Linked DNA regions of Mus musculus: all the other regions are linked to region 3. A link is a contact called in public promoter capture Hi-C data. All regions are on one chromosome and are shown on one strand. Each heading gives the region's core, a stretch centred on a gene start, on an enhancer-like site or on the middle of the called end of the contact. The rest is flanking DNA. Distances are from core to core; before and after follow the strand shown.

The links. Promoter capture Hi-C pulls out the DNA fragments that hold promoters and counts their contacts.
Region 1: a promoter capture Hi-C map of embryonic stem cells shows a contact between it and region 3. The contact joins the promoter of A730020E08Rik here to the promoter of Snca in region 3. A contact is called at or near these places in 3 of 39 promoter capture datasets (cranial neural crest, embryonic stem cells and hippocampal neurons), 3 of 484 Hi-C or Micro-C datasets (all in embryonic stem cells) and 1 of 115 datasets of contacts at active chromatin or transcription factors (forebrain).
Region 2: a contact with region 3 is called in a promoter capture Hi-C map of hippocampal neurons, with 3 times the contacts expected there. The contact joins the enhancer-like site here to the promoter of Snca in region 3. A contact is called at or near these places in 4 of 39 promoter capture datasets (the HPC-7 cell line, embryonic stem cells and hippocampal neurons), 2 of 484 Hi-C or Micro-C datasets (cortical neurons and embryonic stem cells) and 1 of 115 datasets of contacts at active chromatin or transcription factors (embryonic stem cells).

The regions. Positions count from the first base shown.
Region 1 is chr6:61,178,644-61,182,886 of GRCm38.p6, reverse strand. It overlaps A730020E08Rik (RIKEN cDNA A730020E08 gene), which reads left to right and starts at 2,077. Exons shown (of 3, transcript NR_040287.1): 1 at 2,077-2,180; 2 at 2,826-2,903. It overlaps Ccser1 (coiled-coil serine rich 1), which reads right to left and starts at 2,562. Exons shown (of 11, transcript NM_183310.2): 1 at 2,234-2,562.
Region 2 is chr6:60,553,447-60,557,979 of GRCm38.p6, reverse strand. No RefSeq gene overlaps it. Among named protein-coding and RNA genes, the nearest start is that of Gm35386, 31 kb to the left of the region's middle. Within about 2 kb of position 2,194, at least 11 of the 459 cell types and tissues checked have an H3K27ac peak or open chromatin away from gene starts, as enhancers often do. A contact at or near this core is called in hippocampal neurons, where this site is marked.
Region 3 is chr6:60,826,254-60,830,978 of GRCm38.p6, reverse strand. Snca (synuclein, alpha) reads left to right here and starts at 1,975. Exons shown (of 6, transcript NM_001042451.2): 1 at 1,975-2,255; 2 at 3,352-3,498. The coding sequence starts at 3,378.

The DNA.
Region 1 (4,243 bases), core at 828-3,327, 350 kb before region 3:
CCAGATTTGCATCTTAGATCTTGTAGGTCTTGTTATCCACAACCTACTAATCTTACGAGCCCTTTAATAAAAGACAAAGTCTCACCTACCTACTGATGTTTTTCAGACAAAATATAGTACTAAATGTTACTGCCACTCTCTGAGCCCCTGGACTCCTCACTAGACCTGTAATCCCATGCTATCATGGGCTGTTAACTCTGTCTTTAAGTATTCACCTCAGATTCCTTCAAACTGCCCATGTGTTCCTGAAGAGTAGAGTATATAGAAAGAAGTCCCTGTGTGTCTCAAAACTGTCTAGACATCCCACTACTCAAGACAGGCCTTTACTATGAGTATTATGATGAACAATAAAGTATGATAGAAAAGCAAATTACTACTGTAAGGTCATAAATGTTTCATTTTCTACTTCTGGAATTTAATGTCAACTAACATAGTACTAGAAAAAACTTTAAAATAAGAAACAATAACCAATTCCAATGACATTAAGAATATTCCATAAATATGACTTCCAGTATCACAGTAATGGAACTATATCTATGTGGTGTGGTCAGAGTCCCACAAGACACTCCAGCATTGCAAATGCACATTGAACTAGCAGTAATTCATAGACAATAGATGGTGATAGATAGATAATATATACATGTATCTATATATGTTCATATATGCATATGTAATCAAACTCTTAACTCTATTCAAATGAACGAACTGGTAGGGAAAGCTCTTTAACCTGGGGCTTACCACACATACATTTTTTTTTAAATCAAAACAGTTCTGGTCAGTCTCTTTAATTAAATGAGGTGAAGACAAATCACTCTAATAATAGGTTGATGCTTTGTGTGTGTGTGTGTGTGTGTGTGTGTGTGTGTGAGTGAGTGAGAGAGAGAGAGAGAGAGAGAGAGAGAGAGAGAGACTACCAAAGGTGCAGTCATATGTAATATGGAATTTCAGTCTGATTTTTAAAACAAAAAAATTATATATGGCAGTCTCAAGGAGAATTCAGCTTAAAATTAATTGAAGCAATGTTCCACTGTCACAGTCCAGTCAGCAGTTATATAGAAACACAGTTTGCTTCTTCAAAGGACATAATAAATTTGCTAAGGTACTCTGGTAGACACTGACCCAACTTACATCTAAGCTTCAAATTATGACCCTGTAATTGGCACTTGTTTAAAGAAAGCACAAAGGGAAACCAAAACAAACTAATTATTCTATAGCCTAGATGAAGAGTACTCTAGGTTGTCCCCAGTAACTAGATTTAAAGAGTCGGTGTCGACATAAACTCACATAGCAACATTCTCCCAGGGGCTTTGAATAACATCTCTTCGTGTAAAATAGGTGAACATTCTTTGAACAGCCCTCATGGGAAGGGAAGAATGGAGGGTGTGTGTTTCATTTCAGAAGAAAAGTGCTCAACTGCAATGGTTTGACCAGTGAAAGCTGCTGAAAGCAAGCAGGTTTTCTGTCCTGTGGTCTTAGTGGGGACCTGAAGAGGTAGCAGGAACAGACAGCTAGGACTCTCAGAAATGGCAGAGCAGGGGTTCATGACCTCCAAGAAGCACTTCTACCTGTACACACCGGAGTCTACTTCAGACTTCCTTCTTTCGTTTTACAGAGCAGGTTCCAGAAGGGGGGAAAAAAAAAGCAGAATTGCAGAATTGCTTCCAGTTCCAAGCAGGAGGGGCTCAGCGTACACAGAAGGGAACCCCACAACTCTGCCATAAATAGCCTTTCTTCTCACTCGGGATACTAGCCCCTTTGCATCAGCAAGGCACAGCCTCCTCTCAGAAGCACCATTCACAAATCCCTCGGTCGCCCCTTCGCGCACGCTCCCTAGGCGCTGGCACCGTGTGCGCGAGTCCCTAAGATTCAAGCCCAAAGGTGAGGGGCCTGACAGCCACCTGCTGTCAGCGCGGGGTTCACTTTCCGGCCGGGTGACCCGGCGCGAGAACACACGCAGGAGCACCCCACGCCCGCATCCCGCGATCCCGGGGTGCGCCACAAAGCAATCCGTCCACTCTACGTGGCGGGCTCCGGAGGCAGGGGCGGTCGGCGTGGAGCTCCCGCCTGCCCCACCGCACCGCCCCCGCCCCCGCTCCGCAACCGGAGCTCGCGCCAACTCTGCGACCGAGACCCCCGGATTGCAGGAGCGGGCCACGCCGCGCAGTGCCCACGCCCGCCAGGCGAGTCCCCCCCAACCCCCCGCTGGGCCGACGGCCGAGCCGGGGAGAGTCACCTGGTCGCGCTCAGTCCAGGCCCCACGCGAGTCCTCTGCACCGCGTCGCTACCTTGGAGCTGCGGGCTGGTCCCGACGCGGCGTCCACTCCGGCTCGGCCGCTGTCTTCAGCACTCCTCCTGCCGCTCCCGCCTGCGCCACCGCGGCTGCTCCGCCAGAGCTTCGCAGTCAGTCATTCTGAGCGAGGATGGGAGCGGGCGGGGCGCGCGGCGGCCGCGGGTGGGCGGCGGTGTGCGCAGCGGGGCCGCGGGGCGGCTGCAGCGAGCGCCTCCCGGGCAGGCCGCGCTCCCGGCGGCAGGAGGCGGCGCCGCGGCCTCGGAGCGGGTGACAGTGTCGGGCCGGGCGGGGGCAGCCCGAGGGCGGCGTCGGCCAACCGCGTCGCTGGCTTCCGCGCACGCAGCCTGGCGCGGCGACACGCGCACACCCGCGGCCGAATCGGGGGAGGGAGCGGAGCCCGCCGAGCGCCAGATCCCCGCGCCCTGCGAGTCGCCAGGGCAGTAAGGGGCACGCGCGGTGGGACGCTGAAGAATGGGACAGCGCTGCGCCTGGGCTCTCTGTGACAGAGATATTGTCTTTCCCTTCCTGGAGATAGGAGTTATTGCAGTATTCTGTCTGGGTCTTTCCGTGTCATCCGCCCCACGATCGTCTTGACAACTCTGTAGCTAACAAGGTAACAAGGACCCGGCCTCCTTCCCTTTAAACAGGTCACGCCTCCCAGTAACCGTTTGTGGCAGTGATTGTAAGAATGGAAACCTTGGGATTGGCTGGGAGTGGACTCCTCTGCCTACTCTTGCGGTCCTCAGTAGCAACCCAGAGTCCGGAACCAGCTTGACACCATTAGACTGGTGACCTCTTGAAGAAAATGTATCTCTTCAGAGATGGAAATATTTCTGATGCTTGGTGCAGTTGTTTACCTAATTCATTTTCCTGTGATCCTGTCTCCCCTTGCACTGCATCATTTCCTTTAAGGTTGTACTGGGACCTGAACAATTTCCCATTCGTCCTCTTCTTCATCCCCATTCCTTCTATTTATGCCTTTAGCAGACAATACAACACATGGAAACCATTTAACTCTCGCAGAAACATTTAACCCATTCTGCTAGAATATAGGACCATTTCGAGGTACATAATATGTTCCTAAGGTCATACATTAGAGTTCTTACTGGCACATTTTAGAAGCTTCTTTCTCAAAGTTTAAGTTCTTCATGCCTGGTGTACTACTTTGTTTGGAAGCAGCCAGCATGCGTGCGAAAGTCTAACAGCCTACGCTCCAAGTACGTGTGCATATTTGTATGCATCTTCTGGTTAATCTGTCTGACTCCTGCGAAGTGGCTGTGGAGGTCGGATGTACAAGAAGTATACCTTTTGAATGAATATGATTATGATTGTTATATGTTCTTCTGTGAGAGTATCTCTGCTATATGTTTTATTATTATTATTTATTATTATATAACAAAGCAAGACACTCAGAAGGGGAGGTGTTTGCAAAGTTGATGCTGCATTTTTCTTCTTGTGTGGGTTATGGCAAGTGCATATTTAGCATTCGTCAACATGCACGTGTGAGGATTTGTGTTTCTTTGATGTCTGTGTTCATATGTGTGGCTGAAAATATGTGCATTTCATACCTCTCTGTGCGTACTCTCTGCCCACCTTGTTGAAACCTGATGCCTTCAGTTCTAGGTACTCAGGCTAGAGCACATAGAAGTTTCAAGGGATTCTCTGTGGTGAAAGGCCCAGGGTTATGTGTGTTATCACACCCATGGGGAGGGGGAGTGTCCTGGAGGTCCCCAGGTCAGTATAGGGTCAGTACAGGTCCTCACCCTTGCGCAACCAGCACCAGCCACTGAGCCATCTTCCCAGCCTCAAGCCTTTTAATTTACCTTTCTCCAGTAAATGTTGCCATACCCAACTCTCCCATGGCTCCTGCAATGAGTCTGTTAAGAGTTGTTCGGACATATCAAGACGCATAAAGAAAGGACACAGCCAGGATGTTCACACTGCTTCCTGTCC
Region 2 (4,533 bases), core at 945-3,444, 270 kb after region 3:
ATGGCCTCCCATTCACAGTTTGTTCTAGTATGTAAAATTTCCCTGGATTTCATTGCTGAGTTGAGCTGAGATGATATTCAAAAGTTGCAGCTAGTCTTCTCTTTGCATACTTTCCTCATTTTGAAGAGGAATGAATTTTTAAAACCAACAAACAAGCAAACAAACACAATACAAAACCCAAAACAAAACCCAAAACTGACTCTCCATTATTTTTCTAGGTCATAAAAATATTTATATAGCTATTTCTACAATAAAATTAAAATAAAAAATGATACAGTAAGGTAGGAAAATTAAGGGGCAGTGGGATTTTATTTCAAGGAGACAAATGAGGCTTTGTGTATTTTATATATTGACAGTTCCTTTATGGGCTCTAACATTACATTGAAATCATCCAGGGGAAGAGTGTATAATCACCATGTTCAGATCATAACTATGTCATCTGACAGTAATTGTAGCTACCATTAAGCTTAAATTCAGTGTTTACATAAATGTTTCTAAGATTTCTTCTATCCTAGAATCAAACTCATAAAGGGATCTGGTCTATTGGTTTGACATTTTTTTCCTGCATCAATTATATTCTATGAAGATTTGGTGTTTATATGATATTTCATAGTTCTTTGTCTTTCCCATGTGTCTTTTTCACTGTTGTATTGCTGTGAAGAAACACCATGACCAGGGGAACTCCTTTCAAAGAAAGCATTTGACTCGGGCTTGCTTCCAGGGGTTTAGTCCATTTTCATCACGGAAGGGAGCATGGGGGCACACGAGCAGACATGGTGATGGAATAGTTGACAGTAGAGAGACACTGGGCCTATCTTGGGTTTTTGAACCCTAAAGCCGACCCCTCCTCATACACTTTGTCCAAGGTAATAGATACTAGTTCTCAAGTAATGCCACTATCTGATGACTAAGCATTCAAATATATATGCTTGTGGGGCCATTCTTATTCAAACCACCACAAAAATGAACAAACAAATTGCAGGAGGTTATAAAAGAAAAAAAGTAAGGTACTCTGGATTCATATTGTATCCACGTTTCTGGAAAATTTAGTATTTTTCAAAACCATACAAACAATATATATATATATATATATATATATATATATATATATATATATATATATATATAAAATTGGGGTGGTTACTAAAGTACAAGGGCTAAAATCTTATGTCTCGGTTCTTAATCTGTGGGTTGTGATCCCTTTCAGGGTGTCAAATGACCATTTCACAGAGGGTTGAATATAAGATATCCTTCATATCAGGTATTTACACTATGATAAAAACTTTCAGCACAATTAAAATTATGAAGTAGCAATGACAATAAATATATGGATGTAAATTACCAAAATATACAGTAAAGAGATGGCACATTGAGAAGGTTGACAACCACTAGTTTATATATAAATATAAGTATCTAAACCGAGCTGAAAAGTCACCATCAGCTTAGATAAAAGTTAACACATGGAATTTTTCTTCATAGCATAGGACATGTCAGACCTGGAAACCACCTTTCAACCCCTGAAAATTCATGCATTGCCACCCATCTTATGCTAACCAACCTTCCCCAGTTTACCAAATAAACAGCTGGTATGTTAGAATTTCTGGCCTGAAGAGACTCTAAATTTTGGTCAAAGAGAGATAATCATGCTAATTTTTTCTCAAAAAAGAGGATCTAGAAAAAATCTAGAGTGAAAAATTAAATGAGAAACATAATTTTGAAAGTTTCTAACAAATTGTAACAAATCAGACAGTCAAAATATTTTTCTTTTGCAGAGATTTGGTTTACAGCAAATTTGGACATTCCTAGCATTCCCAAGAGTCTGAGACCCTGTCCGTGCCTCATTTCGACCCTTCAAAGAGTGTCTTTCTATGTCAAGGACAACACTCCCCTGGAACGGAATAAATTCCACTTCCTAGTCTCTTTCCTGTGATTGTAATTAAACATCCGGAATCCAAACTGTGGCATACTAGCTGGACGATACTGCCATCTAGTGACACTTTGAAACCGATCAACTAACACCATTAAATTTCAGCCAGCCAGATAAACACATTTAGTATATAAATCTCTAATTTCAGCAGGCAACATTCACCTCTCATTCATATGAAAGCCACTGAAATTTCCTCAGTATCTGGCGCTCCACCAGCACTGTTCCAGCAGCGTGAGATGACAGTGTTCTATGGGAACCAGGAGTGTGCCTGCTGTGGCAGACACCCACATTCATAGACATTTTTCTCTGTAACAGAGAAGCCTGGCTGCTCTGTTACTATGACATTTTGGATTTATATCCAGGCTTGAGTGTCAATTTTTACTCAAGTACCAAACATTTGACCCCAGTGAGTCCTCGAGTTCTGGTAACCTAAAAACCTGCCTTCCATCTTATCTAAATTCTTAGACAAATCCAAACCCAGGCAGCACTGTTAAGAGAAATAAAATGAGGATCTAAAACCCGCCCTGGAATGTCACATTTAATGTATTGTATTATGGTTGAGGGCTTATGTGGCAGGGTCAGGACTCAAAACTATGACATGAACCCACAGTCTTGTCACTGTTTCAGTTAAGTAGCTAAGAAATGATTGCTGGAGCCGGGGAATGAGAAATAATTAAATATATAAATATCATTTGCTGTTAATAATACCGTTTCTTTTTTCTCCTGCTTTCCCCCCACTGATAGGTAAGGCTTAGCCACCAGTTTCTCTGAAGATAGAATTTGATTAAAGAACCAGCTCTCAGAGCCAATGGTTCTTTGTATTGTTTTCTTTGTTTCTATTTCACTGATCTCTGCTCTGGCTTTTATTATTCCTTACCTTATTATTAGGTTTGATTTATTTTCACATTTTGACTTACTTCATTAAGCTATTTATTTGAAATCTCTGATTTTTTTTTCAAATGGGGGACTTAGATCTAGAAATTTCCCTCAAAGGTCTGTCATTGTGTCTCAGAGGTTTTGTTGTTGTATTTTGGTTTTCAATTAGATTAAAAACTTTTTACGTTCATTTCCCAATTTTCCAGTGTCATCATTCAGTGACGAGTTTTTTCGTCTTCATGAAATTCTGTAATTACTGTAGAATTGTTTGCTTTCAATCTAATTTTAATTTCAATTTCAATTTGAAATTCAATTTCAATTGAGCTGATATGATATCAGGAGTCATTTGAAAGTTTTTGATTTTGTAAATATTTGTTTTGTGCCCTAATTATAATTTAAATGTTTGTTAACTGTGCTTTTCATGTTGCTGAGTTTTGGTGTTGTATGTGTACTTTAATGGTCCTTTGTGTTTTAATAATTATGACTCATATTTGTGTTCACAGTCCCTCTGCTGTTTATTCCTCTCCAGACCAAATAATGCTTCCTTTATTTTCTTTAGGTTTGGTTTGTTGAATATAAAATTTTTAGTCTGTTAATTGGAAAGCTTTTCTTTCTCCTTCAGTTACAGTGGGTATTTTTATGGGGACTATTAGCCTAGGCTAACCTTCATAGTCATTTAGCACACAGAATGCATTGCTGCTAGGTCATCTGGTTTTTAAAGTTTCTATTGCTAAAGCAACTGTCTTTTGATGGAATTTTCCTTTTTTTGTGATTTACATTTCTTCTCTTTCATTTTTCAAAACACTTTGTTATATCTCCTTAGTGTTTTAACTGGAATATTCTGTGGACATTTTTTTCCCTGGTATCTGTGCTTCTTATACTGCTCTCTCTCTCTCTCTCTCTCTCTCTCTCTCTCTCTCTCTCTCTCTCTCTCTCTCTTTTGTGGGAACACATTCTTCTATGATCTTGTTGAAGTTTTGGTTTATGCCATTGACTTGGGATTCTTCTTCATGAACTTTAAAATTGAAAGTTTGATTTTTTTTCATTGTGTGAAAAAACACATAGTGTAAAAATACACATTTCTGTATATTCTTTCCATGGCTTTTTGTTTGTTTGATTTTAATTTTATATTCCTTTCTGGTTTAGTCTAGAGTGTCAGAGACCATCCTGTGAGAAAGCAAGCCCTTCACAATCTCCCTGACAGGCCAAATGGCCTCGTGATAGGAGCTGGTTATTACTTCCTCCTCTCTCTTCCCTTCCTGGCACCTGAGGCTGTAAAAGCTGAATTATAGTCCCCTCTTCCCTGTCTCTTCCTGACTTCCATGCCATCCAAGGACATGAGTTATGCCTGAGCCCAGCCTGGCACAAAAGGCTGTCAAGGAGGATCTATGTTCTAGAGATAAGATGCAGAGTGCCCGATGCCTGGCACCTCACTTCGGCACCCATGTTAGCAGAAGCCCGCTTCTATGTTCTTTGTAAAATTCCCCCTCGACCCCTCCCCTATTCCCCGGGATGTATGCTTTAAAAGAAGGCACCGCAGCCTAATAAACGAGACCTTGATAGGTACCATCTTCTTGGTCTCCTGCCTCTCCTTCCCTTCCTCTCATTTCTTTCCAGGTTTGTGGTCTCCCTCGCACCCACAAATAACTGAATTCCACGGGCCATGATAAGTGGCACGCAAAGTGGGGCGAGGTCCAGATCGTAATCCCTACAGGTGGAGGTTCCAGAGA
Region 3 (4,725 bases), core at 726-3,225:
AGAGTAGCCATGCTGAAGGCACAGAATGATGCTTGTGGAAGCTGGTGATATTTATGTAGGAATCTTAGTCTCACAACTGTAAATATGTTTAAATGTTTTACATTCTAAAATTTTAGAGGAGAGGTGTCATCTCAATTCACTTTCTCTTCTATAATAGAAAAAAAAAAAACCTGGCTAAATAGAACATAACTTGGTAAAGTTCTGAGAGGCAGAAAACCAACGCCCAGACGCAACCAAAACAGGCCTGGCAAAACATTATCCCGAGGAAACGTTTGTGTCCTCTCATCTGGCTTTAGACTATTGACAAATAGACCCCAAGAAATTGGAAGTCCTCCAGGAATTTGCTGAGGGAAGGAAAAGGCTGAAGCCTTGTGTCAATTACAGGGTGAGCATGTCTCCCAGGAAGAAATATCAGATATCAGATACTTAGTCAGACCTCCTTGCAGAAGAGACTGGAGCGGAGACAGAGACAGTAGCTGGAAGCACACTTTGACCTACTGCTTAGTCATACATACATCCTGACCTCTATCTAAACAAGATGAACTTGGGGCACTAAACCTCTGTTCCTCTTCTTAACGTGGCCACATTGAATTACTCCCATTTCTAGTATTTCACTATTTATATGTCACTTTACCTGGCTGGTTGAGGACAGGTGTCCTAACTTGGCAGGATGGGGATGCTAGAGCCCAGGATCTAACCCTATCTACTGCAGAGGTGCCACCTTTTCCTTTAATTTCAAGTAAACATGGTATGTGCCACTAGTGTGTAGGAAGGTTGATTTTTAAAGGGAATAAGAATTGAAGGCGTTGCTTAAACAGTTAATTTCTGTCACATTACTTGTACTCTGCATTTGTGGTTTTATCTGCCTCCTTCCTTTATAGCATGCCAAACAAGCTGCTTGTCCCTTGTTTCAAATGCTTTTTTAGACTTCAATTTATTTATTTATTTATTTATTTATTTATTTATTTTTCAGGATTCAGAAGTCAACTGACTTCAAGGATCAGAGAAAGCATTCCCTCCTACGACCCCCCCCCCCTTTTAATACAGTAAACGCTTGATTTAGCTTCCAGTGCCCAACACAAGTTCAGAATACAAGAAAGGAAAAGCAAGGCACTCTGCTGGGGGAGGAGCTTGGCACTCAAATCCACTCTGCTATAAAACAGTGGTATTCTGCTCATCTCAGAGAGAAGTGGGAACGTGTTAAGTAACACAGAAATTGTCTCAAAGCCTGTGCATCTATCTGCGCGTGTGCTTGGATTGGAAGAAGAGTCTGTTCGCTGGAGCTCCACGCAGCCAGAAGTCGGAAAGGTAAGAGGTGTGCAAAATCTGCCATTAAGTAGGGACTAAGGAAGAAACTGCCTGTGATGGTCCCAGAGGGTGAATCCCACAGCCGCTACCTTCCTATCCTGTAACTCTATAGTAAGCCACTTTCTCAAGTGCAAAAAAGCCTTGAGGCAGCTGGTTTTCGACGGTTGGGGGATATTTATTCCTTGCTCCACAGATGGGGAAAAAAAAATCAGCGTCTGGCAGCCGCTGATTGGTGGAAAAGAAAATGGTGATAGTGGAGTGGGAATGAGGATTTGCTGAGCCTCCCCCTGCTTCTTCGACCTGTAACTCTTCCTTAGTCGGCTCCCCTTTGCACCCAGAACCCTTTTAGACTCCTCCGGGGTAAAAACAAATGGAAATCTTAAGCTGTGTGAACAAAAGCAACCCCAAGGGTGTGTGCTCCCTCTCCATTGCCTGGCTCCGCACACAGACCATTTCAGGCGGTCCAGCTCTCTGGTGTGGCATCTGGGCTCGTCCTGGAGGAGGGGGTCGCCTAGAGGAACTGGGAACAGACTGAGGCAGGGAAGGAGGGGGGTGGGGCAGGAGAGGCGCCAGCTCAAGTTCAGCCACGATAAAACTGAGGGCCCTCTGAACTCGAGGGGAGGCTCAGGCCGTCCTCTCTTCCTTCCATCCGGGGGAATGTGCTCCAGATACCCACAGCCCTCACGCACCGCACCTCCAACCAACCCGTCCCCTCCCTAGGAAGAGGAGCGAAGGCACGAGGCAGGCGAGGGGCGGGGAGAGGCGCTGACAAATCAGCTGCGGGGGCGACGTGAAGGAGCCAGGGAGCCAGAGCGCCCGGCAGCAGGCAGCAGACGGCAGGAGACCAGCAGGTGTTCCCCCTGCCCCTGCCTGCCCTTGCCTCTTTCATTGAAATTAGATTGGGGAAAACAGGAAGAATCGGAGTTCTTCAGAAGCCTAGGGAGCCGGTAAGTACCTGTAGATGGGGCAGCTCTGGGGATCTTAGCTAGCCGGAGCAAAGAGCCGGGACGCCTAGAGAAGACCAACTACAGCTGCTTTGGCGGTGGGGACTGGGCCAGTGCGTGGAAAGTACATCACTCGGCTTTCCTTTCGCTGGAGACATGCCCTTCCATCCTGTCAAAGCCCGAGGGAAAGGCCAGGTTGCCTGTGGCATCTGCTTTTTCAAGCGGAAACGCTAGGGTGTTTCATGTTGAGTGCTGGATGGTGGAAGCTTAGTGCTGGGCATTGGGTGGAATTTGAGCATCCAACTTTCATGCTCCAACCCCAGGCATTTCAGCTTCTTTCTGTAGAGGAAGAAGGGTGCCTTTGGCCCATGATTAATAGAAGTGCAGAGGACAGTAGGCAACAGGTGATAAAGGGTTAATGAGCATGGGGTGCAGGGTCTTCTAGAGGATTCCAGCTGAGGACAGAGCTTCTTGGTTGGGTGGTGCTCAAGTGAGACTGCTCAAGTGTATGGACAGCGCCTGCTCTGGGCAGATAGCAGGCAAAGAGCTAGTGGTGGGCAGAAGGTCTTGCAAGATTAGAAAGGCTGGGCTTCAAGCAGTTCCCTACTTCTAGATTAAACAGTTCCCCTCCCTTCCTTCTCCAAAGACTGACTCCTCTCTGGGTCTTTTATCCTCTTGCCCCCACTCCATCTCTGTACGCCCACCTCCCATGTTCCTTTTCTAGATAGTCTTTTTACTTTGAATGTAACCTTTGGGCCCTGGGAACTTGATGGGGTAGAGGATGCCCACCTCCCCTTCTGCAACTCTTCTTCTGAAATATGTATGTAAGAGCAGTCGAATGATCAAACTAGATCCATCCCATCCTTAAGTGACATGACTTTTTCCTAGTATTGAGTGACATAACTCAACAATCAATCAACACTGTGCCCAGCACCCCCACATCCCCCCACCCAAGAAATCACACTTACACCAGGACTTGGGGGAAGGCATACTGATTTTTCCCCCTCAATTTCCTTTCTTTCTCTAGCTGTTTTAAACCTTATTATTATTATTTTTTTACCCAAATTTTCTAATTCAAAATGTATTCTGTATTCTCTAGTGTGGAGCAAAAATACATCTTTAGCCATGGATGTGTTCATGAAAGGACTTTCAAAGGCCAAGGAGGGAGTTGTGGCTGCTGCTGAGAAAACCAAGCAGGGTGTGGCAGAGGCAGCTGGAAAGACAAAAGAGGGAGTCCTCTATGTAGGTAGGTAGTGACACTGTGACTAATGAATTGGGGTGGCTGGTGTGTGGTGTCTGATTCGTGTGCATCACAGCTTCTCAGAAGAGTGACAGCTGTGTGGAGGTGAGAGAATATGAACCTGCATATTAGCTCTCAGAAACAAACAGGGACAATGTTTTCTGTCCTTAGATTCATTAATCTTGTTATTTATGTAGGTTTTTTATTTGGTTTTCTGTTTCTGTGTATGAATACACTGAATTTTAAAAATTGGCAACCCATGAAAAATAACCAAGAATATGCTTATGAATCAAAGACATGTATGGCAGTAAGCCTGGTGGCATTTGGGAAGTGGAGGCCCAAGGACCAGGAGTTGATGGTCATCTTCAGCTACACAGAGAATTTGATGCCAGCCTGAACTATGTGAGAACACACACACACACACACACACACACACACACACACTCACACTCTCTCTCTCTCTCTCTCTCTCTCTCTCTCTCTCTCACACACACACACACTCACACACACACACAATACACACACACACACTCTCTCTTACACACACACATACACACATACACACATACACACACACACATACACACACACACACACTCACACACACACACAAAGAAATAAAGAAATAAAGGAAGGAAGGAAGGAAGGAAGAAAGAAAGAAAGAAAGAGAAAGAAAGAAAGAAAGAAAGAAAGAAAGAAAGAAAGAAAGAAAGAAAGTGAGCCACAAGTACTCATGGGACTTTGATTTCTTTCATCATCACTATAGGTAATACCTGCTAAGTTTAATAAATTATAAAGCTTTAAACAATAGTTTTGCATAATTTTATTTTACAACTGTGAAAATACAACTCCTTTGACCCTCAAATAGAAGAAAGAAAGCAAGTCTTCTTTGGTGGATCTCCTTTTAGGGATCACTTGGTCAGTGGGAACAGCGGGACTTAAGGAACTTCAGAAATGTTTGTTTAGTTCACCTGTCAGAGATCATACATGCTGAACAGTAAGAGGTTGATATTTAGTGCCATTTTCTGCCTGACTGTACACATTGAAAGGAAGGCCAACACTCCCTTTCTCTGTCTTTCCCTGTGTTAAATTGGCTGTAACTTTACAAATCCCTTCTAGTACTTTCATGGAAGGAATAGACACCCATGCACACATGCTTATCCCCAGCAGAGACACAGGTGCACATGGGAGCACAGTTGCAGGGTTCATCTACCTCTCTTTCCTCCTGTGAAC